Linked DNA regions of Mus musculus: regions 1, 2, 3 and 4 are each linked to region 5. The links are chromatin contacts, called in public promoter capture Hi-C maps. All regions are on one chromosome and are shown on one strand. Each heading gives the region's core, a stretch centred on a gene start, on an enhancer-like site or on the middle of the called end of the contact. The rest is flanking DNA. Distances are from core to core; before and after follow the strand shown. Region 1 holds the start of Ap1g1 (adaptor protein complex AP-1, gamma 1 subunit). Region 2 holds the start of Phlpp2 (PH domain and leucine rich repeat protein phosphatase 2). Region 3 holds the start of Pkd1l3 (polycystic kidney disease 1 like 3). Region 4 holds the start of Dhx38 (DEAH (Asp-Glu-Ala-His) box polypeptide 38). Region 5 holds the start of Gabarapl2 (gamma-aminobutyric acid (GABA) A receptor-associated protein-like 2).

The links. Promoter capture Hi-C pulls out the DNA fragments that hold promoters and counts their contacts.
Region 1: a contact with region 5 is called in a promoter capture Hi-C map of liver, with 4 times the contacts expected there. The contact joins the promoter of Ap1g1 here to the promoter of Gabarapl2 in region 5.
Region 2: a promoter capture Hi-C map of erythroid cells shows a contact between it and region 5, with 4 times the contacts expected there. The contact joins the promoter of Phlpp2 here to the promoter of Gabarapl2 in region 5. A contact is called at or near these places in 2 of 39 promoter capture datasets (the C10 cell line and erythroid cells).
Region 3: a promoter capture Hi-C map of pre-B cells shows a contact between it and region 5, with 2.8 times the contacts expected there. The contact joins the promoter of Pkd1l3 here to the promoter of Gabarapl2 in region 5. A contact is called at or near these places in 1 of 39 promoter capture datasets (pre-B cells) and 1 of 484 Hi-C or Micro-C datasets (CD4 T cells).
Region 4: a contact with region 5 is called in a promoter capture Hi-C map of pre-B cells, with 5 times the contacts expected there. The contact joins the promoter of Dhx38 here to the promoter of Gabarapl2 in region 5. A contact is called at or near these places in 1 of 39 promoter capture datasets (pre-B cells) and 2 of 9 other capture datasets (adipose tissue and liver).

What each region holds. Positions count from the first base shown.
Region 1 is chr8:109,776,558-109,781,612 of GRCm38.p6, forward strand. Ap1g1 (adaptor protein complex AP-1, gamma 1 subunit) reads left to right here and starts at 2,026. Exons shown (of 24, transcript NM_009677.6): 1 at 2,026-2,405.
Region 2 is chr8:109,864,837-109,869,980 of GRCm38.p6, forward strand. Phlpp2 (PH domain and leucine rich repeat protein phosphatase 2) reads left to right here and starts at 3,767. Exons shown (of 19, transcript NM_001122594.2): 1 at 3,767-3,881. The coding sequence starts at 3,783. It overlaps Gm17344 (a long non-coding RNA gene), which reads right to left and starts at 3,694. Exons shown (of 4, transcript XR_003947453.1): 1 at 3,460-3,694.
Region 3 is chr8:109,610,367-109,615,796 of GRCm38.p6, forward strand. It overlaps Pkd1l3 (polycystic kidney disease 1 like 3), which reads left to right and starts at 3,868. Exons shown (of 33, transcript NM_001286454.2): 1 at 3,868-4,457. The coding sequence starts at 4,151.
Region 4 is chr8:109,564,378-109,569,520 of GRCm38.p6, forward strand. Dhx38 (DEAH (Asp-Glu-Ala-His) box polypeptide 38) reads right to left here and starts at 1,484. Exons shown (of 27, transcript NM_178380.2): 1 at 1,114-1,484. Txnl4b (thioredoxin-like 4B) reads left to right here and starts at 1,515. Exons shown (of 4, transcript NM_175646.4): 1 at 1,515-1,686; 2 at 4,513-4,720. The coding sequence starts at 4,589.
Region 5 is chr8:111,938,820-111,944,245 of GRCm38.p6, forward strand. Gabarapl2 (gamma-aminobutyric acid (GABA) A receptor-associated protein-like 2) reads left to right here and starts at 1,884. Exons shown (of 4, transcript NM_026693.5): 1 at 1,884-2,033; 2 at 2,341-2,396; 3 at 3,683-3,855. The coding sequence starts at 2,000.

The sequences.
Region 1 (5,055 bases), core at 776-3,275, 2.2 Mb before region 5:
GTGTTCAGCTTTTCTTGGAGGGAGGAGATGTTGTGAGATCAGTCACTATGCAGCCAAGGTTATCCTCCAACTCACAATCTCTCTGCATCAGCCTCTAAGAAACTGAGCTTACAGATGCTGCCACCACAGCTTCGTCAAGTCCTTCTTAAGAAGACATTTTTTTTTTCTCATTAATCCCAGCACTTAAGAGGCAGAGGCAGATGCAGGCAGATCGCTGTGAATTTGAGGCCAATCTGGGCTACAGAATTCCTGGACCTCTAGGGAAAGACTGAGAAACCCTGTCTCAAAAAGAAGAAGGAGGAGGAGAAGAAGAAAAGAGGAGGAGAGAAAGGACAAAGAAGAAGAAGAAGAAGAAGAAGAAGAAGAAGAAGAAGGAGGAGGAGGAGGAGGAGGAGGAGGAGGAGGAGGAGGAGGAGGAGGAGGAGGAGGAGGAGGAGGAGAAAAGAGGAGGAGAGAAAGGATGAAGAAGAAGAAGAAGAAGAAGAAGGAGGAGGAGGAGGAGGAGGAGGAGGAGGAGGAGGAGGAGGAGGAGGAGAAGGAGGAGAAGGAGAAGGAGGAGAAGGAGAAGAAAAGAGAAAAATAAAACTTTTGTTGTTTGCTATGGTAAACACTTAATTTTGGCCCATAAAAACTATTTTAATCTTCCATGTGGAAAACTTGGCTACCTTTGCCTTGCATCTCTGCTTGAAGATTTCCTTTACGGAAATTTCACAGTGAATTTGGCATGTTTCATGCATAGGCCTGGCTCAAAGTAATCTGCACTGTGCTAGCATTATGATGTTCTTCTAGTCTTAGGGTGTACCTAGGGCTGCCCTGTACAGATGCCCCGAAGAAAGGTAGGAGGATTTGAATTCCGTAAGCATTCTGCTCTATAAACCGGTAGGTATGGGTTGGAATATGTATATGGGGTGTGGTGAATTTTCTGTGTAAGATGACATCTTAAGGCAGACTCCATTGTGAGAGACAGTTGTAGTTTTTCTCAAGTCTTAAATCTCATTATTTGTAAACTTTGGTTACTTACTTTGACTCACGAGATTGCTTAGCGGGCTAGGTTGTACATACGATGGTACCTTATGATCAATATGACACCAATATTTAATAAATTTGATCGTGCCCTTGGTATCCTTTCTTTCCAGCCACTTGGCATGCTCCAGAAATTCAAGGTCAAAATTGTATGGCTAGACTTACTCAGCTCAACGTCTGTATTTTGAAATCCTTGCATGAAAAACGAATGTCTAAAAGATGCAACTTCCTGTTTATGACACTCAAATTTGAAACTCAGGATTTTTGCTTAGTTCCTGGTCTTTGGTATTCAGTGTAGTCTTGTGTTTTATTCACATCTGGGATACCTTTGTTGTCAATCTATCGGAAAGATTTTATTCTAGGTAGGTCACCTTTCCTTTAAATGGGCCAAGATATCAAGGATCTCTAGGTTCACATGGAAAAGACTTGGGTCACAAGTTAGTAATTATTTATCACGCCAGGAACTGTCTAGTTAGACTTTCTTTGCTTCAGGTCATTAGTTCATTCAATCATAGATGGAAAAGCTATTCTGGAAGAGTTTTAGCTGACATTTGTCCAGATTCTTTTTTCCCCTCACAGGAGGGGACTGGATCGTAGGTGAGATTGCCGCACAAGGCGGTGGTGCTGTGCTTGGAATCCATTCTTAGGTTTCATCTTTTTACCTGTTTTCGCAAAAAAAAAAAAAAAAAAAAAAAAAAAAAATTGAAGATACCATAAAACCCTAGAATCCAAAGCCACTTGGAGCATGTTTCTAATGTTGACCAGAAACCTCTGGCCAACGAGGACCACTTAGGAATCCTTTCGGACAAAACTGGTCACACCATGTCTATGCGCTTTCCCCTGCATCTCCTCTCCGCCTTCCCCAGCTCCCTCGCTGAGCTCCGCCCACCTCAGGTGACCCCCACCGTTTCCTGGCTGCACAGTTTTCCCCTCCCCCCAGAACGGAACCAAAGTGCGACGGCTCCAGGGCCGGGCCGGAGCGTGCTAGCTCAGACTCCTCGCAGCGGTGACTCGGCAGCGGCGTCGAGCGTCATCAGTGACAGCCCCGACCCTTGCTACGCTTTGAGTCGCTCTGCCCGGCGCAGTCGCCTCCTCCTCGGCAAATAGTCCTCGGCGGGGGCCGAGTCCTCGGGTCATCCGGGGTGGGAGACGGCACGGGCTGCAGTCGGAGGGACGCGGGGCGGCCGGCGAGAGGGAGCCGGGGAGCGGCGTCTCCCGGGGAAGCGCGAGGCGTGAGGTAGAGGCGCCCTCCTCGCCCGGGATCCCTCCGCCTGCAGTCGCGGTGCTGAGGCCGAGGGAGCCGCCATTTTGGATGTTCGGTTCCTGCTGCCACTGCCGCCGCCGCCCCCGAAGCTGCTGGTTTCCTTCGAGGTTTCGGGCCGGTGAGTGTCACTCGCGGCACCGAGGGCGGGTCGGCTCTTGGGCTCTGCCGCAGCCGCGAGCGTCTGGCCGGAAACCTCCTGTCAGTCCCAGGGGTCCGGGCTCAGCCTGTGGGGGGTGGGGGGTGAGGAGGACCCAGGTTTGGGTCAGGAGGGACCCGGGAGCCCCGGGCTTGCTTGGACTTCCTGAGGGCCGACCTCGGGAGCTTCAGAGCCGGAGCTGTCGTGCGCGGTCGCTTTCCTCTTCCCTTGGCGTGGTCTGGCCGCCGCAGGCCTCCTTGAACCCATTGACTTTCTCAGGCTGCGAGGCTCCTTTGAAAGCTCGCTCCGTTCGGGGAGCTTAGGATTTAGCGGGGCCGGGCCCCACCCCCGCGTGTCCTCTCGGAGCCACGTATCAGCGTTCTTGTGTTGGGGACTCGGGTCAGATCTGAGAACTCTGAGCATTTCCCACGCAGGGGCAATTCTGCCTGGTCCCTGCAGTGCCGTCCACTGAAAGCCGGACATCGGCCTCGCCTCCCTCTAACCTTCCAACTAACTTCTGGTCCAAACACTTTCGCTTTTTTTTTTTTCTTCTTCCTTCTTCTTCTTTCTCTTTTTCTTTTAAAGAACTCACCTGAGACCGCACTATTCACTCTCCTCTCCAACTCTCGGTTCTGCGGACGTCGGTTTCTAGTAATTCTCAGGCTCTTCCTCATTGCCTGGAACTGTCGGTTCTGCTTCCCAGTTAGGGCTTGGTGTCGGAGAGCCGTCGAACCACCCTAGGGTGTATTTCCGCAGCAAATGGGTTTAAAGCAGGCCAAGTGGCTTTGGGTGCGAAGGAGCTGTGAAAATAACTTTCTGCATTTCTTTCTGTTCTGAAAGCTGAGCTTTGGGGCACTTACTGATACTTTTTATTTATTTTTTTCTTTTAGCGTTATATTTGCTTGAGCATGGAAAGCTGCCCTTGGAGAATAATAATCTGACGTAGGTAGAAAGGAAGATAACTTTTTTGGTTCCTATAGGGATTAGTTAACAGAAGAGCGAGCTGAATGGTCTCTTAGTGACCGCACCCCTCAGGTGTTTGTATAGTAATGAACGCTGCTGACTTCTTATGTTGACTTTTCTCAGACTAGTTAGATTTTAAGCATCCATTTCCACCGTTGCCTGGAGTATTTGCCAGACGTTTGATTTGAAACCTGTGGATCTTCAAAGTAATGATAGCTTCATTAATTCTGTTCTTAAAGTATTCCTGCAGTCCAGTATGCGTGAATAAAAAACATTTCACAATAATTCACTGGTTATTTCCTACATTTCAAGTTAGGTGAGTGTGGTTGAATCACACCCCCCCAGCCCGTTTTATCTCAGCCTAGGTTTTTGCATCTGCAAAAGAGAATAACTTCTTTGAGATCACAGGTGACTCGAAACCTAAGTTTATAACTTGAAGCAAGTCAAGTCTCTCAATAGTTGTAAACTTTATATTGATGCTCTATTTAACATTTTTGAAGATTTATTTATATTTTTATCTGAATGTCTTGCCGGTATTTATATGTGTATCATGTGCACACTCAGTTCCAGTGGAAGTCACAAGAGGGTTTTTGGATCCTCTGGAAATGGAATTCTAGGCAGGTGTGAGCTGCCGTGTGGGTTCTGGGAACTGAATCCATGTCTTGTATAAGAGCAGTCAGTGCTTTTAACTGTTGAGCTGTCTCTCCAGCCCTGTGACGCTGCTTTATTCTTATCAAGCTTTTGAACTGTGAGAACAGGTCAATTCTTACAGGTCATACAGTGTCACGGAGGACAGTGTTTTCATGCAGATAGTCTGTGCTCTTGTCATTTGTTTTGAGAAGTTCCTTCAGAGCTATGTTAGTCTTGTCAGATATGAGTTCTGTGTGTTGCTCCAAAGTTGTTCCCTTTTCTTTTGCTTTAAAAAGAACTCGGGGCTTCTGTCTCCTTGCATGGTGAAATTTTCAGTTTTTGAGTTCACTTTTTGAACAAGTATTGAAAGAACTATCAAAGTTATTTAACTCAGTTCATGTTATGGTTTAACATACTGGGATTTAAATGTCATTCATTCTTAGATGGTTTGCAGTTTACCTTGAGAAAGTACCCTTTTGCTAAACAAATTATTAGCAAAGTGCTGTTCTGTGTACCACTGATCAGCACATATAGGAATGTCTACTTTGTCTTGGCTGCTGAGAATTGCACTAGAAGTTAACATTTGTGTTTAGTAAACTTCCATTTATTTCCTTCCTTCTTCCCTCCCCACCCCCCCCTGCCTTTTTTTTTTTTTTTTAAACATGGTTTTAGCTCAGTTGCTGAGGCTGGCTTTAATTTGTGACCCTCCTACCTTATTTGAGTAGCTAAGATTAACAGGTCTGTGCCACCAGTACTGACCCAGCTTTTGGTTTTGGAGACAGTCTTCCTATGTAGCTCAGGTTGGCCTGGAACTTGTGTACTTCACTATCTTCCCAGTGCTGGGGCTGCAGGCATATGCTGCTCCAAGGGGTATGTTATGTACAGTTGCATTTATTTTCTTTGGCAAAGGTAAATGCTTTTTTTTTTTTTTTTTTTTTTTGATCCAGTCTGTTTTGCTGACAGCAACCATATAATCTGAGTGAATTTTAGAATGAAACTAAAATATAGAAATTTCCAATACTGCCTTGCTGATATTTAA
Region 2 (5,144 bases), core at 2,517-5,016, 2.1 Mb before region 5:
GGCATGGCAAATTATCTTCACAAACTTGATAACAGTTTTTTGCTGAAGGTTGAAAGCTCTTGGTTTTCTCTTGACTCTCACAATCCCTAACATTCCCTTAATTGAGAATGAAGAAGATATGACAGTTTCCAGGTTGAAGAGGGGGAGGGTGTGGGCCTGGGTAGGTTATCTCCTTTATGCAGCAGTGCCCTTTGGCACTGTTTGATAACATTTCTATAAACTTGTTTTCTACTTGGAGTAGTTAAAATACATCGTTTCTGTATTTAAGTTTAACTGATGGAAATCTAAATATAATTAGGTGAAACTATAAAAGCCACAGTAAACAGACAGTAGATGTTTACTTAACAGTACGATGGGTTGTGCATAGGTTTAAATGTCATTCCAGAACTACAAGATTAATTTTAATCACATGAATGGCTTATTATTCTGTGATCTCCTCCAGTTCAGCTGTCTTTATATGTGGGGGGAAGAACTGTTCAGTGGTTGGAGGTGCAGCTTAGTTCTTGCCTAGCTTATATGAAGCCCCAGGCACACGTTAAAAGGAGAAACAGAAAAAAAATTCCTTCAAATTTTGAAATCAGGTAAACATTGGAACCAGAGGACACAACGCCTAGACCTGCTTATCCTGTGGTAGCATAACATTGGGGTTGGGCCTAACGAAGACTTTGTGATCACTGAAAGATTGGGAGCTAGGTATCAGTAAATAGATCTGAACTTCCAGGCTCCTCTACATAGTCTGACCTTAGCGCTCTTTCTCGACGGTGTTCTGGAGAGGTAGTGGGCGTGTGGAGCCCAATAGGAAGGAGAGGAGGGATGCTAATGCCTCTTTGCCTTAGTATGATGGGTAGTGAGGAGCCTGCAGTGATGGCAGATGGTTTTGTGTATACACACACACACCCCACACACATACATAAATCCCAGAGGAATTTATTTTTAGGGTTAGTCTCAGCTGTTCACCATTTCCAGAAATGATGGTTACATAACACTTGGCATACATGTTGCCTTGACCTGGGGGAGAGCACCAATTGTGACCTTTGTGACAGTGTGCTATGTTAATGGCAGTCCATAATCTGAAAAGGAGACATCAGCTGATTATTGCTGATTAACTGGATCTGAAGTAGTGGGGACCTTTAAAGGTAGCTGCTTAGAAAAAACTGATTCTCTGAGACCTTCCGAGCCAGTGCTCTTGGGCTATTTTTTTTTTTTTTTTTAATAAGTGGTGTTGCCAGTTTGAAGTAGTAAATCTTAGCTTCTAGCATATGGATTCATTTTAAATTGATGGTGTAGGCTACTATCCAGATAAGGAAAAAGATAACCATCTATAAAACATTGCTGTTCCCTAGAATGAACTCATTGCTGGACTTGGGACACCAAAGTGATTAAGTCACATGCGATCTGTAAAAGGTAATCTGTAGTACCTCAAGAAAGTGGCTTTTGGAAACCATCTCCAACTATTTCCCTGCCCTTGGCTATCTACTTCTGTCTTCATGTTGGTGCCTGGTCCATTCAAAACAAAAAACCAAAACAAAAAACCAGTGTGTTTGCTGTGAAATCAACCAGGGTTAGAAATCCAACTAAATCAGGTAGGTATCTGAAATAATTTCAAAGTAGAAAGAAAACCCTGGGATGTAGCTTTTCTTTCACCTTTTATTAAACTTCACAGAGAGAAACCATGCTTACTGTAGTAAAAGAAAACAAAGAAAGGAAGATTGGGACTGTGGTAGAGGAAGGCAAAAAAAACGCCTTTTATAGAAGAAATGATTTGTATGAGGCAGAATCTTTGAAGCAAAGTTTTATCTTTCTTTTTCTTTTTTTAGATTTATATATTGATATATGTCAGTACACTGTAGTTGACTTCAGACACACCAGAAAAGGATGTCAGATCTCATTATGGGTGGTTGTGAGCCACCATGTGGTTGCTGGGATTTGAACTCAGGATCTTCGGAAGAGCAGTCAGTGCTCTTAACTGCTGAGCCATCTAGCCAGCCCGCAAAGTTTTATCTTGACATGTCAATTAGCTCCAAATTGAACAAAACATCTTAAGACAGGGCGGGCCAGGTCTATCTCGAATGCTGTTGCTTTTAAGCCTACAGTTAAAATACTCCAGACAAGTAGTTGCACAGGCCAAACTGAAGCAATGGGTAATAAGTGACCCTTTGCCCGGTTATCTTAGAAGTTGTTTTGCTTTTTAATCCCTTACAAGTTGGCTGAATATTCAACACATACATAAGAGAGGAAGCCCTAAAAATGAAGAGATCTAGAAGGCTTCTTACAAAATGTAGGAGCAGTTTAATGCTAATCACCTTTTGGGAAACCTAGAATTTCAGAATTACAGTGGCTACTATGAATCTTTAATATGAGTTAGGCTCTTTGTTCTGTCCAATCCACCTTGATAATGGCCAGGCAGATGTTAATCTAGTTCATTCACTCCTTAAGAACCAACGCAAGGGTCTAGAGAGATGGCTTAGTGGTTCAGAGCACTGGCTGCTCTTCCAGAGAACCCAGGGTCAACTCCCAGAGTTCACCTGTCAATTTACAACCATCTATAACTCCAGGTCCAGAGGATCCGACACTGTCTTCTGGCCTCTATCATCAGTCATACACGTGTTGTGTTGCATAGACTTAATACCCATAACAACACGGAAGACCCACCTGAAGCTGGGCATAGTGGTGCACATCTGCACTGGGGAGGTGGAGACAGGAGACTCTAAAAGTTCAGGGCCAGCTTTGGCTATATAGTGAGTTCGGGTCTGCCTGGGCTATGTGTAATTTTCTGTCTCAAAAAAAAAAAAAATCCGAAAGAATTAGATCAAGTAATTTGTACATGTATAGAATGTATAGATCTAATAATGAGTATAATTAACGGGGTGTGGTGACCCACGCCTTTAATCCCAGCACTTGGGAGGCAGAGGCAGGCGGATTTCTGAATTCGAGGCCAGCCTGGTCTACAAAGTGAGTTCCCGGACAGCCAAGGCTACATAGAGAAACCCTGTCTCGAAAAACCAAAAGAAAAAAAAAAAAAAAAGAGTACAATTGAGATTTGGAATTGGAATTAGGCAGACTTATAATTTGGCCCACTAACCACAAAACTATCTTTCACTCCAGGAACAAAAAGAGTCAGCTTTTAAAATAGGTGAATTAAGACTTGCAAAATAGAAAGCGGGCTTACACACCATGTTACTGGTTGAGTGGTTGAGGACGAGAAAGGAAATCTGATACTTTGATTACAGGAAAAGGACACTGAACTGTGCCTGGAAAGCTTAGTGTACTTGAGGTGGTTTGATGAAGAAGGTCGCCAGCTATCCCTAAGAGGTGAGTATAAGCAACAGTTCTTTCACCCCCAGTGGGTGCCAGGGGACAAGACACATTTGGGAGCAGGAAGCGTCTTGGATGGAGAATTCCAGCGCCGCCCATGGTGGAGGGTTGTATCTTGTCTATTTTAACAGGTGCAGGCCTTACCTGTCACTTCCTCTGGCCGCTTCTTGGAGGATCCAGAAAGTACCAAATTGCTCTCCCTGCGCCCTGGTCCTAGGAGCTCAGGGTGGAGCGCAGCAGAGGCTTACTCCGCCTGCAGTGGCGCCAGCCTCCCACAATTCTACTCCGGCCTCGCCAGGCTGACGACTACGCAGGTCCAGCGGGTCGGGGAGGGACCGAAGGGGGCGGAGCGTCTTGGTTAGGGGCGGGGTCTAGGCGGAGGGGCGAGGCCTCCCGCTGCTCGCGCGCGCCTCCGAGGCTCGCGCTGTCGCGCCGGGCCGGGCGTCTCTGTAAATCCTTGGCCGCCAATGGGGGAGGTGGAGCCCGTGCCCGCGGGCCCGCTGGAGCCCCCGGAGCCACCTGAAGCGGCGGCGCCTCGCCGGCCCGGAGGGATTCGGGTCCTAAAGGTGAGACGGCAGGGAGAGGGAGGAAGCAAGAGGGCTGTGGCCGCCTTCGCTAAGCTGCCCGAGGCGGCGGGCGCCCCCCGCCCTGCGTCCCTGGGCCGCTTGCACTTGGCCGGGCCGCCGCGGGCCTGCTGTGGGGCCTCCGGGCCGCGCCCCCGCCCTGGCCTCCGCCGCCCTGGTCCCCGGCGCTGTCCATCCCTGACCGCCGCCCGGCAGGCCCACGCCTTCGGGCAGCCGCTGCCCCCACCTTCCTTCCTCCCCGCATCCCCGGGACCTCAGTCTCCTCGCTGGGCCTAGCCCGGGGCCCCGGGACGGATTCCGGGGGGCTCCGAGGGCCGGCCGCGCCTGGCGGGAGTCAGGCGGCGAGTACGCAGGACTCGGCGGACACCTGAAGACATCACCCCAGCTGGAGGATGGCGGCGGCGATTGGCCAGGCGCCGCGGTGTGCGCGGGCTGCGCCGGCGGGAGCGGCCACGCTGCCCTCGGGACTGGCTGCGGGAGTTCCGAACCGGCTCTCGGCTCCAAGACGCAACACCCCGCGCTTCCCGCTCGGGGGACAGTCCCGGAGGATCTGCTGCCTGTGGACCTGCTGGGCGTGTTGCAGGGTTTGGGGGGCGGGGGTGGGAGAGCAGAGCCCGAAGGGGCACTCCTGCTTGGCTGACAATCCGGGGAGAAGGCAGTGGGGGAGCCGTTATGCAACAGGCAGCTAAGCGGGGCTTTTTGGTAGAATCAGGGGAGTAGGAGGATAGGAAAACAGATGCAGGGGAAAGGGGAGTGGAGCCTTGAAGGTGAGTGATGACAAGAAGTTTCTATGCAGGAAGAATGCAGAAGGTGAGCTGAGGTGAGGTCAGCAGAGATGGCTAAAAGGTGGCTAACTGGGTGGAGTTCTCTACTAACCTCTGAAATAGTGCAGAGACATTTTTTTCTGTAGGTTCAGTATATAAACGAACTGGAATAGTGGAATGGAATTCCTCTAGAGTTCTAGAAGAGCAATTGGCAGGATTTAAAACTTGCCAAAGAAGGGGAAGAAAATTAAGATTTAATGTGTTTCGAAACCAGTCTGCCAAACATCGAAGATACTTAATGTTAAAAGCAAACCTTAAGTAATTAAATGAGATTGTTGTTGAGTAATATTTCCTTTTATTAAGATTATTAGTAAAGTAGCACAAAGATGGAAGCAGCAGAAAAATTTATTTGTTGTACTTAGTGAATTCATAAAACCAATACTCAGTAGACTGAAATTTTATTTTCTGGCACCTCCCAGTG
Region 3 (5,430 bases), core at 2,618-5,117, 2.3 Mb before region 5:
AGGGATACTTAAGTTCTCTGTGTCCTGTTTGTAGCTCTTCTATTCCTTTATCTTGCCTCATTGCTCTCTAGAGAATAATCTCAGTGCTGTACTGAGTAAAACTGGGAAATGGGTGCCTTTACTCATTCCTCATTTTAGAGGAAATTCTTTCAGTGTTCCCATTTGGTACAGCATAGGGTATAAGTTTATCATAGACAGCCTTGGTTTGTGTGTGTGTTTATTCGTTGTCGTTAAGAAGTCACAGACGTTTCTGGAATCCCTTTCATTACCTTCTCCAGTGCTTCCACAGACCCAGGTCTGTGGTTGAGCCTCGTTTAGGTGCACTTGTCCTGTGAGGTCTTCACGGCTCCATTAGCACCAGCAGATGACATTGCTGGGTCTCTTCACCTTGGCTGGCAGTCATTTGCTCTAGAGATTGTATTATAGCCATGCCTTTCTGGTTAACAGGATCTCTCTGGTCAGTCTGGGAATTGTGATGAGTTTGTTTTTGTAAATGAGATGGTCTTTCACTCCTGGTTCAACTCAAATACATTGCTCATCTGGACCTTCTCCCTCTCAAGCTGTCTGTCCCTCTGTGGTGACATTTTTCCTCTTATCACTAACAACAATTATTTCATTCCTTCCCTAACTAGACCTTTGCAGAGTGTGGACTATAGTACGCCCTTCAATAGAATACTGCAATATTTTAAAACTAAGGGGATGTGTCCTCAGATTCTGATCTTTAGAGGGCTTACAGTGTTGGTGTCTTCTTCTGGAATGGGTTTCAAAACGCATAAAGGCACTAAGAGATGAGTACACACATAGCTCAGTGGCAGAGTCCATGCTCAGGGCCCCAAATTCAATTGCCACAATACACTCACCAAACACAGCGGAGAGAAACTAGGCATTGTCTGGGCTGCTTCGATGACCATCTCAACCCTGAAAGCTGCCAAGCGTTTGCGCACATCTATGGTACAAAAGAAGATAGCCAGCTGCACAGATCAGTGAAGGGCATGCAACAGGGGAGAACCAGTGGCGAGCTCTCTAAACAAAGGGTTTTTCAGCAAAGCAATGACCAAAAACAGGTTCTAAAACTGAAGCTTCTCCATGGCGTGATATACCGTGCATGCCACAGTCAAAGGAGGCTGCGTGGTCAGAGGCCAGAACCACGAAGATCTGCTGTTAGGTTCCGCCAAGCTTGAGGCTTTGTTGGTTTCTGGCATGGTTTGTGTTTAATTTGTGTTCCTTTCTCCATCACCTGTTTATCTGGCTTTTATGACTGCTTATATGGCTTGGAGCGAGCTTCAAGATACGGTTCACGTGTGGTTTTGGTTTCGTGCAGGTAAGAAACAGAATACAGCCATCCGGGCCAATCCTAGTGGCAGCAAACATGGAGGACACACAAGTCTAGAGGTTTATCGGCAATAGTCTTTATGTTCGTCTGCAGTAGAATCCTGCTGGGAGTGAGGTTCCTGCTGCATGAGTAGGTCTCAACGACCCTGTCACAAAATGAGTTTTCAGGGGTAACTCTGAGATGACAGACATGTTAATTTACATCACTACATATTAGCTAGTGTGTCCTGTAACTATGTTCTTTACACAATGTGTATTATAATGTGTATGTTCTTACATAATGTGTATTATAATATATGTTCTTTACATAATGTGTACTATAACAATACACATTACTGTTCAATTAAAGAGCTTCCTTGTAGAGCCAGAGCCTTTGGTATTTCCAGACATGAATGTATCCTATTTCAGTGGGGTTCATACTCCTAAGTTATCTTACCCACTCCTTCTCCTCCCTCTCCCTGGTTCCCTGAACTTCCCATAGTGTTTCCTCTACTGGTTCCAGGTTGCCTTTAAATTCTAGCCTCTACAGATGGGTGAAACCATGTGATAATTCTTCGTCTGCATCTGACTTATTTTTGCTTAACATGAAAACTTCCAGTTCCATCCATTTTTCTGACAAATGACATGATCACATTCTCTCTGGTCAAATAAACCCATACACACACACACACACACACACACACACACACACACATATATATATATACATATATACACACACACATATATACATATACACACACACACACACACACACACACACATATATATGCCCAGAGAAGAAAATATTCTCATTGAGTCCTGTAATTGATTTAAGTCAAAAGATTTAAACCAGGCAGTGGTGGTTCATGCCTTTAATCCCAGCACTTGGGAGGCAGAGGCAGGCAGATTTCTGAGTTTGAGCCTAGCCTGGTCTACAGTGTGAGTTCCAGGACAGCCAGGGCTACACAGAGAAACCCTGTCTCAAAAAAAAAGTTAAAAGATTTTATTTATTTTTATTTTATGTATACGGGTGTTTCGTCTGTCTGTATGTATGTATACCATGTACATGGCCTGGTACCTTCAAAGCCAGAAGAAGGCTGGATCCAGCATGTGGGTGCTGGGAATTGAACCTGGGTCCTCTGCAAGAACTAGTGCTACTAACCATGGAGCCATCTTTCCAGCCCCCTATGATTGAGTTTTTCAAATAAATACTCTCCTTGTCAGCCCAGTATTCTGGCAAAGGATTGTATCCAGGATGTATAAAGGGACTCCCAAAAAAAGTTATTAGGAGAATAAGTAATGCAGTCAATAAATGGCAAATGATCTGAGCTGACACTTCTCAGACAGCTGGTAAATATGGGGAGGGGAGATGCTACACACCCTGTGTTAGACTGAGTTGCCACAGAAATAAAAAAATAAACTGGCCTTCCCTGGGAACACTTTGTCCTTTTCTCAGCACAATGAAAGGTGATGGTCTCTCCGCAGGAACAAGGACCATGTACATGTGGAGTTGGGGTCTTGGGGGCAGAAGAGCCCAGTCCATCTGCAGGTCATTTCCCCTGTAGTCAGGAAGTGGTAGCTCCCAGCGGGTTTGTGTGGATCTCCTGATTAGGAGCTTCCATAGATGTCATCTGTCAATCAACTTTCCTGCCCAGAGCCTCTCAGCCCAGCTGCTGCTTAGACACCATTAACCCTTCATCCTCAGCCATCAGGAAAATACAACCCGAAGCTATGCTGGGAATCCATTTCACGTCACTCAGAATGGCCCTCATCAAAATCGGGGAAAGTTACCTTTATACACTGTTGGTGGGAGTGTAACCACGTGTAACCTGTAGCAAACAATAGGGAGGTTCCTAAAAAAACAAACTACAAGGATGCTATATGACTCTGCTATATGAAGACTAGGTGTATACCCACAGGGAATGAAGTCAGCACTCAGAAGAGAGCCTGTGTGTCCATATTAATACTCAGTACTGTTAACCATAGCCAAGCTACAGCAGTGGCTCAGGTGCCTGTAAACAGATGACAGATGAATAGATAAAAAAGAGGATATATATATATATATATATATATATATATATATATATGTGTGTGTGTGTGTGTGTGTGTGTGTGTGTGTGTGTATGTATATATGTGTGTGTGTATAGATAGATAGATAGATAGATAGATAGATAGACTTTTAATACCAACACTCAAGAGGCTGAGGCAAGTGGATCTCTCTGAGTTCAAGTCCAGCCTGGTCTACATAGTGAGTTCCAGGACAGCTAGGGATACATAGTGAGACCCTGTCTTGAAAATAACAACAACAAAAGAAAGTTTTCCTTTTCATAAAAAAGTATCCATTTTTCTGGACACATACCTCATTGCTAGGGTGCTTGTATAGAGTGCATAAGGTTCTGTGTTAGAGCCCATGCTTTAAGAACTAAGCTCGCCAAGTCTAGTAACACTGGTTTCGATATCCACCAACCTCTCCCTGCTTGCAGGTAGCTTTGGCGTCATAATGGGTCTTTATTTGCTAAAGATACATCTGGGCGTGTAGACACAGATGGAGACATTGGTGCCCCCGACTGTAAAGCCCCGTTTGCTATTCATTTGCAGCCGGTGAGAAATAGCTTCCCTAAACAAAACAAAACCTTTATCTCCTTGGCAGGTTGTTCCCAACCCACAAAAGAACAATACGGACGATTCTGACAAACTCACTGAGTCCTATTTAAAAGCCCAGGCAGCTGCCAAGCCTCCGTACATCTTCTCTCTTCTCACTCGAGCCTCCGTACATCTCTCTTCTCACTCGAGCCTCCGTACATCTTCTCTCTTCTCACTCGGCACAGAGAGAAAAATGCTCTTGCAGAGGCGGTCCTGGCTCTGGCTGTACATTAGAATCGGTGTCATTCTGGGTGATATTTTGGGACGTAAACCAAGCATCCGGGAGCAACATGGGGGAAACAGCTGCTATCAGCTTAACAGACTTTTCTGTGACTTCCAGGAAGCAGATAACTACTGCCACGCCCAGAGAGGACGCCTAGCCCACACGTGGAACCCCAAGCTTCGGGGTTTCCTAAAAAGCTTCCTGAATGAAGAAACAGTGTGGTGGGTCAGGGGAAACCTGACGCTGCCCGGATCGCATCCAGGGATAAATCAGACAGGTAGGGCTCTCGTGTTGAATGTTGAGGGGAAAAGCTTTCTTGGGCTGTGTTCTAGGGTGGAAGAAAGTCATCTTTGGCCTTTCCACTTTTTTTTTTTTTTTTTCAGATTACATTTTAAGGTATTGTTTTTTCCCTTTTTGAGATTTATTTATTTTACGTATGAGTGCTTTATCTGCACATCTACCTGCTTGCCAGAAGAGGGCATCAGATCGATTACAGATGGTTGTGAGTGTCCATGTGGTTGCTGAGAATTGAACTCGGGACCTCTGAAAGAGCAGCCAGTGCTTTTAACTTCTGAGCCATCTCTCCAGCCCCCTTTCAGCTTTTATAATCAGAAAAAGGGTTAGTTTGACCATCAATCTCTCTCCATACGCTTTCCACTTTTGTGTCTCGGCCAACATTTGTCTCCATAGCAATGGCAATGTACTTTTTCCCCCCCTGAGACAGGGTCTGTCTGTGTAGCCTTGGCTGTCCTGGAATGTGCTCTGTAGATCACGTTCCAGGCCTTGAACTCACAGAGATCCTCCTGCCTGTGCCTCCTGAGTGCTGGGATTAAAGGTGTGCACCATCATTGACCGGTGGCAATGAGCTTTTTGTCAGAGCCTGTCTAAAACTTAATTCCTGAGTCTTCATGTATGGTGTTATTTTGCTTTATTTGATTTGGGGTATCTGGAATTTTTGTTGTTTTGTTTTATATTGTGACAGTTTTGCTTTATAGTGCAAGATGTCCTGAAACTTGGTATTCAGCACAAACTGGTCTCAAACTCTCAATCCCCCCACCACGCACCCCCCCCTTAAGTGTTGAATGTTGAATGAAGAGGAAAGCCTTTTGAATGTTGGCTTTCCAGGTATACAAATAGTTGCTATTATACAAGATTCTAAAGAGAAAAAAACTCTTACAGTGACTTTCTTTGTTATCTTTGCCTCCAGATTTCCTAAAACAGAAGCTAGGAGAGAAATTACCTCTTTATTG
Region 4 (5,143 bases), core at 234-2,733, 2.4 Mb before region 5:
CTTGAATAACAAACTGTGTTCGCCAAAATTACTTCCAAGAAATGTTAGGAAAGAGCATGTCTGGAACGTGTTTCAGAGACTGTAAGACCTCCCAGGTGTTTGGCTGATGTCAAATTCATCTTTATCTAACACCACCCGATTATAAGCTTGGACCTATGTTGGACATGTAGTTAATTATTCTCATTCCGATTAAGTTTATAAAGCATGAGAACTGTGACTTTTGAATCTAGACTTCTTTTGCTGTGTTCTAATTAACATGCACAGCTCTCCCAAGGGGCGCTGCAACACAATGTGGATGAAGAAGCAAAAGTTTCCCGAGGTAGAAGAGAGAAACAAAGTCGCATCTTATATGCATATTAAGAAATCTTGACAGGAAGGCTGAGATACAACGACTTACATCCTAAAGTGTCATTTGCATGCAAGCAGAGACTACTGTCTGTCTTGTTAACAAATGGCAAAGTAAAAACCTGATTAGATATCATTTATTGAAAGCGAACAGGAAGTCAGACATTTCTCTGGACAGGAAATTATTCACAACACAGGACAAGGAAGGACTTAATTAGCGGCTCAAAATAGCAAATAAAGCGGTCCACGGCCAGACTATGGAGAAACATCGGTGACAAAGAAGCCACAATGGACTTCTCAGGTTAGCAACTGCTTACTGCATGCGTCGTTAATCCACTTGCTATTCTCAACAATACCGATAAAGGAAAAACAAGAGCCCTTTCCTCTTAGGGTTAATACTCTACTTATAGATTATCCGCCAGATCTAGTGGAGACTCTTCAGTGAGACAGGAGGAAGGCACCAGAAGCCCTACCCAGGCTCTCCAACTATCGGGTACCAGGTTCGCGTACTGCCCTAAACGAGGGCACAGGGAGGACCCCTGAATCTCCGTGGGGCCGTTCCCAAACACCGGGATGAGACCAGAACATGGACAAAGTCCGGAGAAGGCTGAATGAACTTCTCCGCTCAAGCAAATAGAGAAACTTGGGTAACAAGGACTAGAGGAACTCTGAAATCAGGGCCCAAACAGAAGCCGCGAGCCGACACCGGCCGCCTGGAGCCGCCATGGCTGCCGAAGGACAGATCTGGAAAGAGAAAGAGACGCTCACCTCACCAAGCACGACTCTCGAGGCCTTCGGTTCCTGATCTGGAGACGCCAGCGCGGCCACCGCTCGATCCGAGGGTCTCAAAGAGGCAAATTCCGCTGTTTGAAAGCGGCCATCATCGTCCCATAATGCCCTGCGCGGAGCCTTCTATCCGTCCAAAAAGACCATCGAGAGCAGCCCACAAATCCAGGGTTCCGGGACGCCAGAGTGCAACCCCGCGAACAGGCCTTCCGAGCCTCAGTCTCTTCCTCTGGGTTCAGAGTCTCCTTGCGACCAATCGCGCTTGGCGTAAGAGTCAACACCCCGCCTCTGGCTCGGGGGTGTGCAAGGGAGGACAACACGAGACCGGCCATGTTTACTAAGGGCGGAAATGACGTCACTTCCTGTCGCTGGCGGCCAGTGCAAAGTGGAAAGGAACTAAAATAATCTTGTCGGATTACCGGACTATTGACTGGGGCGCGCGGTGGCACGTTCGTTTTCTGCGTCCGTGTTTCTCACTTCCGTTTGGGAGGATTTTTTTTTTTTTTTTTTTTTTTTTTTCCTGTCGGAGGAAGCGTTTCTAAGGATACAGCCCAGGTTAGTTGGGGTCTTTCCCAGGATGGCAGTGAGGAAAGAGGCAGTTGTGCCCTAGCTAACCGGTGGAGGAGCCCGGGTTGCTGACATGTAGACCGAAGTGTCCTCCATGGCACCTGTGAACCAGGGGGAACCCAACCACCAGGTTCTTATCAAAAACATGCGTTGGGTGTTTTGTAGACGTCAGCCCTGACGTAGATTAAAGTGACATACCGCTGTAATCCCAGCAGTTGTGAGGTTTAGGCATAAAGATTGCCACAAGTTTGAGGCCACTCTGGGGTACTAAGCGAGATCCTTGGAAAATAAGTTCATGTTCAGATATGTCCTTTGGTTATATCTTAGGATGCTTATTTCCATTATCCTATGAAAGCATTACACGTTAAGTTTCTACAAAAAAGAAGAATCAGACTTTACATACTGCTTCCGAATCTTTTCTTAGTAGCTGTATAAGATAGTTCGCAAGACTACTACTATCAGTGCCCTGTTGACAGACATGAACATAGGTCTTTGTGTCTATGTTCATATTCTCAAAAGTAGAGCTGTTGTGTAAAGAGGAGGCCAGTTTTCTTTCCAAAGAGCTTTTGCATCCAAATTCCAACGAAGTAGGCATGCCTCCGCTCTCTCTCCATTCTGAGTGTTACCGTCTCACTTGGTGTTTGTAGACTCAATGCATTTCTTAAATCTGCCTTTTAACTTGCTATCCTTTGTCTACGTGCAAAACTTGGCTTTCCAAATGTGTTTAGTGTTCATAATTTTTATGATTCTCCATTTGCATCCCTCATGCGAACACTGTCTTGGATGTGGTGTCGCTTTCCCCCTCCTTCCAACATCTGGCCTGTAGCACACCGACCCTCTCTGGTGACACGCCACACTCCCCCTTCCTCTTTTTATTACTAGTACGGGATTTGCTTACGTGAATTCTAACGGCGAGACGGGTCCAAATTCTCTTTGTGTTTCTCTTTCATCAGTAATTTGTTCTACACTCACAGTTGATGAAACCCCTCCTGGAAGTCAGCTTCCCTATTTAAAGGGTGACCTACAGGCTGGAGAGATGGCTCAGAGGTTGAGACCACTGACTGCTCTTCCACATGACCAGGGATTCAGCTCCCAGCACCCACGTGGCACCTCACATCTATCTTTAACTCCAGTCCCAGGGAATTTGACATATAGGCAGGAAGACATGCACATAAAACTATTAAAATAAACTGTGGCTTATAGGTGGAACAATTTCATTTCTTGTGTAAATTTTATTCATATCTTATGTGTGCATTGTTGTGTATGTGCATGAGTATATACTCATGTATATACACCTGTCAGTGCATGTTTGTACACCAAAGGCAACCTTAGGTGTTTGGGTTTGGGTTTGTTTTGTTTTGTATTGTTGACAACAAGGTCTCAGGCTGCCCTGCAACTTGGTGAACTGGCTAGGCTGACTGGCCACCAAATCCCAAGGATCTGGCTGAGTGCACTGAGTTCGTGAGCTACTCTCGCAGGCCAGGCTTCTTTTTAGATGGCTTCCGGGGATCGAACTGGGTCCTCACCCTTCCCAGGCAAGCACTTTACTAACTGAGCTATCCTCCCAGCCCTAATCCAGACCACGAAATATAATTTTTGATGAAGGGGAGAAAGGCAAATCACATTTCATAGCATTAACAAGCCTTGAAATTAAATGCAGAGTAACTAATATCCCAGTTGCATCTTCTGTGGGTACTGTCAATAGTGACTTGTCAGTCATGGGATTTTTCAATTAGGAAATGACTTGCCAAAAATTAGGAGCTAGACTAGCAATTTTGTAGCATGAGTTCTAGCCTTTGTCTCACAGCTAGAAGAGTAACAGAATGAACTAGTCTATAGAGTGAGAAGCCCAGCACCAAAGGAAGACAGAGAGAAGGTCAGATGAGGCCCCTCTACCTCAGTCTCCTCTGAGTCATTTATTTAATTATGACTTTCACACACTCTTAGTTGGTCTGTTTGCCATGTGATTAAGTGTATCTAGGAAGTCCCCTTAAGTCAGGACTCGAGAATATACAAACATTCGTCAATGAAGGACCCATGAAGTATGGTCCACAAATGAAGTAGTATGGAATCTCAAAGTCTTTTGTGTAGGGATATGGGAAGTTCAGTAAACGTTATATTAAAACAATGCAAAGCGCAGAAAGGGTGAATCATGTCCCCACCTCTGCCACCCCACCTTCCAGCCACTCTCCCTCCTACTCCAGACTGCTGAGGTCAAGTTTGTCTGCTTCAGCACTTGCCATAAGCTGTGGTTCTTTCTGCAGTCTGGCAGTGCTCTGAGGCACAGCCGCATCCTTCAGCTGCAGGCGGGCCTCCTTTGTGCAGATGCTTGCCTCCCTACTCAGCTACCCGTGGCTCCCCCAGGCCTCTTGGGTGGGAGCAGCACTCTGAAGTTAAAGCTTTGCTTTGTCTTCCTACTCTGATGTGGCTTTTTTAAAGATTTATTTATTTTGTGTGTATGAGTACAGTGTAGCTGTCTTCAGACACAACAGAAGAGGGCATCAGCTCTCATTACAGTTGGGAGCCACCATGTGGTTGCTGGGAATTGAACTCAGGACCTTTGGAAAAGCTGCCAGTGCTATCAACTGCTGAGCCATCTCTCCAGTCCTCCTACTCTGTTCTAATTCAAATCTTTAATTTCACTTAGAAACACATGAGAAATTATTGTGAGAAGTTACCTAGTGTGTCAGGATGGACCCAGAGGTGGCAAGCAAGGGGTGAGACGTCTTCACAAAATGGGCTTCCTAAAAGGTTTCTTTTTAAATCACCTCAGTGTCTGGTCACTACTAAATGGTGTTGTCTTCTTTCTGTTAGGACCCACGCACTTCATCTCAGCAGCCTTTAGACACTGCAGAATTGATAGTGCGGACTAGCATTGGACTTTTTCAAGATGAGCTTCCTCTTGCCCAAACTGACCAGCAAGAAAGAAGTAGACCAGGCGATCAAAAGCACTGCGGAGAAGGTGTTGGTTCTCAGGTTTGGGAGGGACGAGGACCCCGTCTGTCTGCAGCTGGATGATATTGTGAGTTTTAAATAAGCAGCCTTAATTAAAAGTTCACCTGTTATCACTCAGCATCCTGAAAAGGAACAGGATTGATGTAGATTGATGTAGATTGTCACACTTTGTCCAAGAGCTGTGCCTGTCCTGATCTGAGGCCCAAACAGACTGCGACACCTGTCCTGACACCCTTCCCCCACTAGCACCTGTCAGAACTCACCTCACTGAGCAGGCCTGGGGAGATCAGGAAATGCCAACACAGCAACAGTCGCATAGTGAAGTGCAGAAAGTTCTAGAGAGGACTGGGGAAACGCCTCCAAGGTATACAGGTTGCAAAGTGGAGGTCTGAACTGTTTCCCTGGCTGCCAGTACTCTCCTGTGCGCTGCTCCTAGAATGTGCCTTGTGGAGAAATCAGGTCTCACAGCACTTCTTCACAGTCAGTAAAG
Region 5 (5,426 bases), core at 634-3,133:
GGGAGCTCAGGAGGCAGAGGCAGGCAGATCTCTGAGTTCTAGGTTATCTTGCCCTGCAGAGTGATTTCCTGGACAGCCAGGACTAAATTGAGAAGCCCTATCTTGAAAAAAAAAAAAATGCTTGAATGCATTACAGATCTTCTTAAAAGCTCTTGTTACCTGATGGTAAAAGTCACAGTTGTGCAACTCAAAACACCGGTTTGTTCCAGATCTTTCTGACCCTTATCTCGTCCCACTCCTTCTCATTTCTTTAGCCACTTGGGGTCCCCTGTGTTCCTGGCAGTTGACAATTTCTGTAGTAGCCCTCCACCCCAGCAGTGCTTCATGTTCTTGTCATCCACTGTTTTACTTTTCTAAATGTCACCTGTCATCACCTGACATTTAGTTTCTGTTCCCAAGGCACAAAAGCTCTGCTACAGCAGGGGTGTTGTTTGTTTTGCTCCATGGATTTCTCCCAGTCTCCAGAACAGCACTGTGTTATGTCTGCAACATAACACTCAATGCATTTTTTGTTTTGCAGAAGACAAACACCTAGTTGCTCAGACACAGTCTTTTTTTTTTTTTTTTTTCCAGACAGGGTTTCTCTGTGTAGCCCTGGCTGTCTGGGAACTCACTCTGTAGACTAGGCTGGCCTTGAACTCAGAAATCCACCTGCCTGCCAAGTACTGGGATTAAAGGCATGGGCCACCACACCCAGCTAACACAAAGTTTTAAAAGTTCTTTAAATTAAATTTTTTTTTCCTTAAGATTTTCATTATCTTCCCTGCATCTGGGTGTGTATGTGTATGGAGGCTTGCCACAGTGAATGCCTTGAGGCCAGAAGATAACCTTTGTAAACAGGTTGTCCTCCATCACTTGGGTCCTCAGGATTGAACTCCGTCTGGCAGGCTTGGCACCAAGCGTTTTTACCTGCTGGGAACTGAGTCTCTCCCCTCCCCCCAGTGGAAAATAACAAATACTTTCAGAATGAAGTTATAGCCACAGCATCTATCAGGAATTTCAACTGTAGGGAATGATTGATGACAAGGTTCAAACACTGGCTCTACAGATGCGGCAGATCATATAAGCACGTGGTCAGGTGGCCGATTAACTGCATATTCATGTTCTGTGTTCACCAGTGCATAAACAGATGGTGACCCAGAGCCGACTTCCTGGATGACTATGCTACGACTTGGACAGGGGTGGAACCTCGAGGCTTGTGCCTAGGGCAGGTGACACCCACAGCTCAGGGTTAGTGCCGAGCCACTCCCACTGCCAGCTCCTTCTCCTAGGGTGTCTTATGACCAGCTCTCCCAGGAATCCTCCCCGCCTGACACTGGCACTTCGCCTCTGACAGTTTCCGATAAAGAATCTCTGTGATCAGGGATATTCCGTTGACTAAATGAGTATGTGTGGTACTTGTTCATAAGTGTTCATGAATGTTTAAAATATGTATTCGTGAGTGGGAAGTGAGATTTGTTTAAATCAAATTTTAGGTGCAACAACTCCTATACTAGACCTCTAGGTGGTCACCAGTACTCGTTGCACACAGCGCTTGGAACAGGTTATCCCTCCATGCCGAGCTCCCGCCTTCTCACCCAGCCAAAAATTAATATTCATTTCTCCTTAAGCCCCAGACTTCCCCTTCCAGAGCCCTTTACAAGCGTTCCAAGCTATGAGCCATGACCTGCCTGTCATGCACAATCCTGAAACTCCATTCCAGTCACTAATTCCTAAAGTCTCCACTGTCACTCACAGACTTCCCAGCCACCTACGTCAGTCTCCATTCCCAGGAGCGCTCCTAGGTCTCCGCTTAGGCTCCGCCCTCTCACGTAATCGTAGCCTACTGAAGCTCTTACCAGGCCCGCCGGAAGCCCCGCCCCGGGAGGTTGCTAGGCTCCGGCAGCCGGAAGTCCCGCCTGTGGAGTAGTCGTCGCTGCCGCCGCCGCCTCCGTTGTTGTTGTGGTCGCTTCGCCGAAGTCCGCGGCTCGAAGAGCCGGCTCCGTCGCTTCCCGTCGCCATGAAGTGGATGTTTAAGGAGGACCACTCTCTGGGTAAGCGCGGTCGGCCTGCGGGGCCCCAGATCGCGGCCCCTCCCCCACTCCCGCCGCCCTGCCGGGCCCGCTGGGTCGCCAAGGCCCCGGCATCCTGGCGCCTCCCACGGACCCGTGTCGCCCTACGTGGATCTCGCTGGGAGTTCCTGAGGGGATCTGTGGCGAGGGACTCCGGGGCTAGGACTCGGGGCGTACGCACGCAGGCAGGTTGCGGGCGGAGAAGGGCGGACAGGAAGAAGGGGTTCCGGCAGCGGCGGCCCTGCTGTCCGGCAAGTGCGAATGTCAGCCTGGTTTTCTTCTTCCCCAGAACACAGATGCGTGGAATCCGCGAAGATCAGAGCGAAGTACCCCGACCGAGTTCCGGTGAGTGTGGACTCCCCGCCCCCTCACCCCGCTGTCACCCTTAGCGTCTAGGAGAGGTGTCGGGCGGGCGCGCTAGGCCGTGCAACAGTTGAGAACTTAAGGTCTCAAGGTGTAGCCCAGAGACCGAGGACAGCCTGGGGTTCCGCCGGCCCAAGCTTGGGGCTTAAGGGGCTGGTGCTGTCCAGGGGCACCAGTGCTGAATCTCCCGATCTAGGGCAGCAAGCTGCTTGCAGCCTCTCGGCTCCCTCACCAATTATGTAAGGAACCGTGTTCTAGGACAGGGCAACAGGTCACTGCCACTTTGGGGAATGATGGTGGAGGGAGACTGGCATTTGGGGTTGGATACGGTAGCATCCTTTCAAGGTAGTCATCTTTAACGCTGGACCTTTAACTTCGAGTTTCTCTTTACCCTGATTCTGCCATCCTTGTTTGACTAACAAATCTGAAATGCTCTCGTTTTGCCTCTAATCAATAAGTATGTTGCTTTATTTCTGCTTTCTGCCCTAGTTGGGGCGATCGTTTCTGATATCACTATTGATTTTTGAAGGACATAAAGTCTTACTATTGTAGTGCTTTGCTTGTAAACAGTCCCTTTGAGAAGCAGGAGGATAAATGTTAACTGTTCAGAGAGAAGCAACAGGCCAAATGAAAATGTCGGCTCTTGGGTGGCTGTAGTTGTATAGCTTTGCCCTTAGTTCATCCATTTCTTTCCAGTGTTGTTGGGGATTGGAATGCTCTAACAGGGTCTATCTATGGATCAAAAGATGACAGATGAAACCCTAGCCAGATCAATCTTTTCATCGGCCTAGATAAAATGTTAGAGAGCTACCCTTGCAGTGGGGTGGCACGTGCCTTCAGTCCCAACATTCAGGGGTCAGAGGCAGCTGATCTCAGAGTTTGGGGACAGCCTGGTCTACAGTTCCAGGACATCTGGGACTAACAGAGAGACCCTGTCTCTGGAAGAAGATAGAAAGCTTTGTAGCTGTGCTTCTCTTACAAACGCTGAGATCAGAAATGAGGAATATCAGTCAGCTCTGGGCCTCCAGAGCGGGGCTTCTTGAGCTGTGGGCATATTGATTTACTCATCTGTGCCGTTTCCCACACACTGCCTTGTCCACACTCTGCTCATCAGACTGGAGCAATCAAGCCCTGTGGGTAAGTGCTGGAGCTCGCTCTCCCTCGCCGTCCCTCTCACAGTGCTGGGAACCAGGTAGCAGCCTTTGTGGATTCCAGGCAAAAGTTGCTCTGTGGAGGACTGGCCTGAGCTTCTGACCCGTCTTTCCCAGGTGATCGTGGAAAAAGTCTCGGGCTCTCAGATTGTTGACATAGACAAGAGGAAGTACTTGGTCCCCTCGGACATCACTGTGGCTCAGTTCATGTGGATCATCAGGAAAAGGATCCAGCTTCCCTCCGAGAAGGCCATCTTCCTGTTTGTGGACAAGACAGTCCCACAGTCCAGGTAAGAAGTGTTTGCTAGCTGGGCCTGTGGCTTGGAAATCCATTCGCCGCTTATAAAACTCAAACCATAGGAGGTGTTCTTAGTACAACTTCTTCCTTTCCTTTTCCTTCCTTCCTTCCTTCTTTCCTTCCCTCCCTCCCTCCCTCCCTTCCTCTCTTTCCCTATCCCTCCCTCTTTCTCTCTTTTGGTTTTTCAAGATAGTTTATTTCCTCCTTTTTTTAATTAGATATTTTCTTTATTTACATTTCAAATGTTATCCGGAAAGTTCCTTATACCTCCCCCCATGCCCTGCTCCCCTACCCACCCACTCACACTTCTTGGCCCTGGCGTTCCCCTGTACTGAGGCATATAAAGTTTGCAAGACCAAGGGGCCTCTCTTTCCAATGATGGCCAACTAAGCCATCTTCTGCTACATATGCAGCTAGAGACACAAGCTCTGGGGGTACTGGTTAGTTCATTTTGTTGTTCCACCTATAGGGTTGCAGACCCCCTTCAGCTCCTTGGGTACTTTCTCTGGCTCCTCCATTGGGGCCCCTATGTTCCATCCTATAGATGACTGTGAGCAGCATCCACTTCTGTATTTGCTAGGCACTGGCATAGCCTCACTGAAGCTATATCAGGGTCCTTTCCGCAAAATCTTTCTGGCATATGCAATAGTGTCTGGGTTTGGTAACTGATTATGGGATGGATCACTGGGTGGGGTAGTCTCTGGATAGTCCATCCTTTTGTCTTAGCTCCAAACTTTGTCTCTAACTCCTTCCATGGGTGTTTTGTTACCTATCCCAAGGATGAATGAAGTATTCACACGTTGGTCTTGCCTCTTGATTTTTCTTGTTTTGCAAATTGTATCTTGGGTATTCTAAGTTTCTGGGCTAATATCCACTTATCAGTGAGTGCATATCAAGTGACTTTTGTGGGTTGTTTCTTTTATGTAGCCTTGGTTGTCCTTGAACTTTTAAACCAGGCTGACCTTGAACTCATCCTGCTGCCTCCCTGGAATTGAAGGCATGAGCTACCACACCCAACTTTTTTTTCCGAGACAGGGTTTCTCTGTGTAGCCCCAGCTGTCCTGGAACTCTGTAGACCAGGCTGGCCTTGAACTCAGAAATCCACCTGCCTCTGCATACCAACTGCTGGGATTAAAGGCGTGCTCCACCACACCCAGCTACTTTCACTTTTAAAAAATTTTTATTCCACACCCAACTCTTAATTTGCATATCAATAGCTTTAGGGGATGGCTAAGGGCATTTATGTTTGAATTAATTTTAAGAGTATCTGGTGTTATTTGATGTATATGGGTGTGTGCTTGTATCTGTGTAAAGTTCAGAGGACAACATCTGGAGTTGATTCTCTTCCACATTAGCACTCAGGTTGTAAGGCTTCCTGACTAGAGCTTTTACTTTAAGCCTTCTAGCATACATCTGGAGACAGGGTCTCTCACTGAACCTTGAGCTTACTGATCTAAACATAGGTCCACTTGCTCACAGAGTAAGTCATCTCCCCAGACCCAGATCTGGACTTTAACATGCACCCAGAAGTTGACTAAGATACCCTGTGTTGACCTGGCCTCC